Linked DNA regions of Mus musculus: region 2 is linked to region 1. Evidence: chromatin contacts called from public HiChIP or PLAC-seq data. All regions are on one chromosome and are shown on one strand. Each heading gives the region's core, a stretch centred on a gene start, on an enhancer-like site or on the middle of the called end of the contact. The rest is flanking DNA. Distances are from core to core; before and after follow the strand shown. Region 1 has its middle 25 kb from the start of Gm52892. Region 2 overlaps Met (met proto-oncogene).

The links. HiChIP or PLAC-seq counts read pairs in DNA pulled down with a chosen protein or histone mark.
Region 2: a CTCF HiChIP or PLAC-seq map of the NIH/3T3 cell line shows a contact between it and region 1, with 5 read pairs. The contact joins two enhancer-like sites. A contact is called at or near these places in 1 of 15 datasets of contacts at CTCF or cohesin (the NIH/3T3 cell line) and 2 of 484 Hi-C or Micro-C datasets (embryonic stem cells and myocytes).

Annotation. Positions count from the first base shown.
Region 1 is chr6:17,222,967-17,225,984 of GRCm38.p6, forward strand. No RefSeq gene overlaps it. Among named protein-coding and RNA genes, the nearest start is that of Gm52892, 25 kb to the left of the region's middle. Within about 2 kb of position 1,680, at least 50 of the 459 cell types and tissues checked have an H3K27ac peak or open chromatin away from gene starts, as enhancers often do. A contact at or near this core is called in the NIH/3T3 cell line, where this site is marked.
Region 2 is chr6:17,494,217-17,497,325 of GRCm38.p6, forward strand. All of the region lies in intron 3 of Met (met proto-oncogene), which reads left to right. Among named protein-coding and RNA genes, the nearest start is that of Met, 32 kb to the left of the region's middle. Within about 2 kb of position 1,360, at least 23 of the 459 cell types and tissues checked have an H3K27ac peak or open chromatin away from gene starts, as enhancers often do. A contact at or near this core is called in the NIH/3T3 cell line, where this site is marked.

The DNA of each region.
Region 1 (3,018 bases), core at 430-2,929:
CTTGAGATTCTACTTCCTACCTGTCCGAATGGATAAGATCAAAACCAAAAATGGCAGCTCATGCTGCTGAGGATGTGGATAAAGGGGCGTAGTCCTCCACTGTTGGTGGGAATGAAAACGTATATATTCACTATAGAAAAATATGGAGGATTCTCAGAAAATTGAGAATCTATCTACGTCTAGACCCAGCTACATTGCTCTTGGGCATATACCCAAAGGATACCCTATCCTACCATAAGGACACTTGCTAAACTCTGTTCATAAATGCTTTATTTACAATAGCCAGAAACTGGGAACAACCTAGATGTCCCTCAACCAAAGAATGGATTAAAAAATGGGGTTCATTTATATAATGGAGTATTACTCAGCTGTTAAAAACAATCACATCATGAAATTTGTAGGCAAAAGGACAGAACTAGAAAAAAAAATCCTCCTGAGAAAGGTAACCTAGACCCAGAAACACAAACATGGTACGTACTCACAAATGGATATTATCTAAAAAGTATAAGATAATCATGCTATAATCCATAGATTCAGAGAAGCTAAGTAACATGAAGGGCTCAAGGGTGGGACACATGCATCTCGCTGGAAACAGGAAATAGATTTTGAGTGTGAAGTGAGGACAAATGGGGATGCAAACAGGGGGGTTCAAGTTGTGGGGAAACGGAGGGAGGGATGGGAGAGACAGCTGGAAAATTTAGGGAGCATTGTAGAAAACAAGTGCAGTGGAAACTCCTTGGAAACAACAAGAGTGGCCCTAGCAAAGTCTGCTAGTAATGGAGGATATGGATCCTGAACCAGCCATCTTCTATAATAAGGCAAAGCTCCCAACAGTGGGACTGGAATATCAACCCAGACACAAAACCCTTGACCTTCAATACATCCTGTTTGCAATATGTACCGGGTAATGGTGGCCCAGAACTTGTTGGAGTGGCCAAGCAATGACTAGACCAACTAGAGACCCTTGCCATAAGAGGGAGCTGTGGCCTGACACTGAGTGGAAGGTCAGGAAGTAGAGGCTGATCGGTCCAGAGACCAAGGATAGAACCAAATGAAACTGCTGAAAAAAAAGGCAATGAAATGAATCCTAATGATATTATACTATAGTCTTTAAAGTCCTAGCCAGCTAATCAGCCTTGAAGAAGGTTCAGTAAAAGGTTCAGCTCTTTCATACTTTGTCTGTCACAGTAAGAAACAAGTATCCCACACAGAATGTTTCTCTAGCAGCCTCTGAATTGTTTTCTAATGCTCTGTCACAGAATCTTTCTCTTTCTCCAGGCATGTGCTTTTAGTGTGTGGGTCAGGGTTGGAGTATGACAGATTGCAGGTGAGAGTTGAAGGGAGCCTCTGACTTGTCACTGTGGTCAAGGGTCATAGTGCCGTCTTTAGAGAGGCCATCAGTAAATCAAAGCAAAAAGATAATGTTAAACGTGTAAGGGATTTTAGTAAGAGGGGTTTTGCCATAAAGTATTTTAGTATTTATGGACTACTAAAACATAGCAGCATGTAAAAATATAACAGCAATAGAACAGAGAACCACAACCTGACATGTAGAACCATGCTGCTATACGCATATATGAATATTTCAAATGCAAAATCTGCCTAGAGTATAAAAGCTCTCTTCCTCTGCTGAGTCCAAGCGTCTTTTAGTCATCACTACTTTATGGGGCATGGAATAGCACTGAGATGATTTGCCATTCAAGACATGACAGTACCTAGGTCCCATAAAGCCTACATCCTACAGAGAGCTTTTGCAGGTGGCTCCCTCAATCCTAAAGTAACATCTGATCCCCCCAAAATTAACCCCTGCAGAGCAGTTCCCGAACGTTCTGGAATACCCAACTCTAAATGTCCAATGACAATTAGAAAATTACATGGCACTTGTGTTAAAGTCTCCTGGAATGAACCTGTAATACCACTAATGAGGGAGGGAAGAAAAAGAACTTTTGGATAAATTAAATGGTTAATTGTTTTCGAGAATCTTGGTCCAAACAGGGAAATGCCTCTTCAGAATGGCCCCCATCCTTTGAGGATACATCTGTATAAGAGAAGCAGGGCAAGGATGTGTGACTCAGAAATTCCACTCCCTAGAAGTCGGCATTTTTTCCTCTTAGCTGGGCTCACAGCCAGTGTAGCCACAACCTTAATAGACTAAGTGGAACTTCGAGTCGTATGACATCAGGAGGATAATCGTAAAGATAAACTGAAAATAGTGGGAGATAACTGACCCTCTAATATGACATGGATAAGTACAAATGGTAAGTTGAATTGGAAAACTGGTAAGAAGTTGCCATATGTGGGAAGTGTGAAGATTTGGTTGCTATAAGTGAAACCTCAGACTTTGGAAGGAGGAAAGATCTCGAATGTCATGAACAAATAAGTATAAGTGGAACCATCTTGGAAAGCATGTTGGTTCATACCTATAATCTTAACACTCAAGAACCCAAGGCAGACCATCCTGGGGAACATGGTAAGACCCTGGATGAAATCCCAAAACAAAGTAAAATGGTGACGTCATCCAAACAAAAAAAACTGGTTGGAGAGATACCTTAGTAGGTGGCATCTCTATAACCTAGCACTAGAGAATAGAAGCAGGAGAGATTTTATGGCTAAAATAGTCCAGATGAAGCAGTAAGTTCAAGATTCAGCGAGAGACTCTATCTCAATAAACAAGGTGGACAGTGCTGGAGAAGTCAACCTTTGTCCAGGACACTTGCAGCACAGGTAAGTATTCTGGCACACATATAACAAAACAGACACACACACACACACACACACACAGAGAGAGAGAGAGAGAGAGAGAGAGAGAGAGAGAGAGAGAGAGAGAGGGAGAGAAACAGACCAACAGACAGACAGACATGGGCACATGCACACACTCAGATACCCACCCACAGAGACCTACACAACACACACACACACTCATGGACACATGGACACATAGACACATACACACACTCAGACACCGACCCACACAGACCTGCACATGCTACACACACACACACACACACACACACACAC
Region 2 (3,109 bases), core at 110-2,609, 270 kb after region 1:
CACTGAAGGCCTTTCAGAAACCTGGCATTCAGAAATGCAAGTGCGATACTCGTAGCATCTTTAACAAAAATGCTTTGCCCACAGACTGTAGGCTAGTTGAGCAACACAAGTTTAAAGAGCCTACTAGGAGTTCCCCATGGCTTCCAGGGCTTATGCCCTTGATGCTTGGATTTTGTACTGTTAAACGTTAAAATGAGCCTTGATTTTGCAGGGCGGACCGGTATCTTATCTCACTGTTTTATTTTGTACATTTCAGCCTCCCACTTGCAAGCATCCTTACTCAATTTAGAAAATCTCAAAACCCTCTGAACTTTATCTTACCCGCTTTGCCCATTTTGTAGTGTTCCAGGGGGAACAAAGAGGCAAGATTATCCAATAAAATGCAGGCCAGTTTTATCACGAAGGAAAAATGCCCCAAACGCCATACCTGAAATCATTATCACTCCCATCTCAAAAAAATTCTTGTGGGAAACAAGATGTAACTTGCCAACAGTCTTCGTGCAAGGGAAGCCAAGTTTCGCGCTGGCCAAATTCCATAATATGAAATACCTGTAGACATCCTCTTCTTCTTTGCCTGTTAACCTTCTCCATTTACTAATGGCTGAAGTTTTGCTGAAACTGAGACTACACACATTTTTTTTCACAAGCCTGGCCCACGGAAAGAGTTCCAATCGTCAGCCTATAGTCCTAGCTTTGTCCTAAACGACAACAAAACCAAAATGCTTTACAGGACCGAGCCCGTAAGGAATAAGAGGATCATCTAAGCAATACGATGACTCCGGTTTTGCTTGACTGATTAACTTGGCCAGATATCAGATGAACCTTCTAATAATATCTTGGAGTATAGTCTTTATTTTTAGCATGAAGTTTCATGCTAGAAACACATCAGGCAGTTTTGCTATTAATATCTCTAATATATGTATGGGCAGACTTAAGTGTGTTCTTTAGACAAGTTGAAGGATACTGTGGTGGTACCTATCTACTTAGGCTCCTGCCCAGTCCTCAGTGTATGTGAGAAGATCTATCAGAGGGACTCTTTGCCCTTCTGTCTCCTTGTCATACGGAAAATGTATTTCTACTGCAGGATCAAGCACAGGGATGCCAGGAAAGACCATCTATTCAGGGATCCAGCAGATGTTTCAGGAGCAACTGATTTATTGATGGTCAAGTTATGCTGCCTTCTCTCCCCTCACACTTCATGACTGTATCTAGCCACAGTATTTTGGGGCATTTTCTCAGATCTGCAACAGGAAAGACCCCTTTGAGTCATCTGATAATTCTGAGAGCACATTCTTCTTTACCTGTGTCTTACTTGTGCTTAAAAGCTTGTCTCTACGTATAATGCATATGTAGAGAACTTATCCCAAGCCACAAGTATGCATCCATGGAATACCAGTGCTGTTGCTCATAACCTTCTGTAAGAATGTGGTCTTGATTTTCACAATGCACACATTTTTTTTTTCCTGTTGAATTTGAATGTAACTCTTAAAGGGCATATTTACAGTGATATCTAACTTTGAATTCTATCCATTTGCATATCCACAATAATTTAAAACTCATTTTAAATATCTTTTCTGACCTTTCTTTAACCTATTCATAGGTAAAACTTTATAAGCATCTTAAGTTATTATCAGTTCATGTTATTCTAGGCTAGTGCATATTCCACTAGGAACATGTTAATGTGCAAAATAAAATCACTGAGAAAATGTCCCTCTAATATGGAAACTTGATAATAATTCAATTTTAGAGGGAAAAAACCCTCTTCCTTCTATATGAAGATAAATACAATTATACATTTATTCATTTAGTTCTAATTTCTAGCATCTCCACCAATCATTCATAAGAAATTAGTTAAATTGAAAGTCCAGAAAGAAATATTTAAGAACACATTGAGATAGTTTCTGCAAATTCAAATCAATGTTCTTTTAAGTCTTTTCTATATTTACATCCTAAATGCTCCCCCATCTCAGTTCCCCCCTCCCAGAGTTCTTCACATCATCCCCCCTCCCTTCTGCCTCTGAGAGGATGCTCTAACACCCCCCCCAGCATCATAAATAGGAGAAATTTTAAAATCTCACAATCAGCAGCAATCATATTCTGGAAGTATACTATGTATTTTATTTGGAGACCTGAAGTACCACATTTTAGAAATGATTTTTTTTTTTGTGGATGTTGAGATAGGGAAGATGTTTTATATAAAGTACTGGTAATTCGTTGCACTGTTTTCCTTAGAGCACCATTACCAAAGTTTTGCTCTATTATATAAATATCTGAAAAGGTAAGCTTGCAGTGAATGTCTCCCCAACAACTTGGTCTTCCTTTTTGTTTGTTTGTTTAGTTGTTTTCATACATACAGCATATTTTGATTATATTCCTCCCCCTCGCCCAACTACCCCCAACCTCCCTACCCACCCAACTTTGTCTCTGCCCCCACCTCTCCCTTCCTCAAGAAAAAAAGGAAAGGAAAGAAAAAAAAAACAGAAAGACAAAACATATTAGAACCAAGGGCGGGGGAGAAATCACACCAAAAAAACCACGAAGTCTGTTTTGCGTTGGCCAGCTTTGCCTGAGCATGAGGGCTTGTCCTGGCATGTGGTTGATAGACTTGGTGACATCCTGGTAATCTTAATGGTGATTAGTGCACCAATTGAGGGCACCAATGGCATTTGGTAGCAGCCACTCGTGTGTGAAAGGCCCGGTTTGCAGCACTCTTGCTGTATGACCTCTGACTGCTGTATGAACTCCTCGCAGTTCGGGTTTCATCTGCAACATGCAGGTAACACAACCTAGTTCACAAGCTTGCACATGGCACAATAAGATGACTAGAAAACCCAGAAATCAGTAGAGCCTAATGAGAGGAACATGAAGCCCAAATATGGGGTCAGTCCTGCACCCCATTGTGTTTTCCCTGGTACCCAGAAAATGTAATTTACATTCTCCAGACGGTCTGGCCTCACGCTGAAGCTATCATGTGGACAAGTACAATACCTAACACAGTCCTGACTCGGTGCTATGCTCATATTAAATGACAGCTGTTGCTATGAGGATGCTTGTCTAAAGAGAAGTGGACTCTAATGACCTGTTTATTTCTTTAAAAAAGGCATATTGT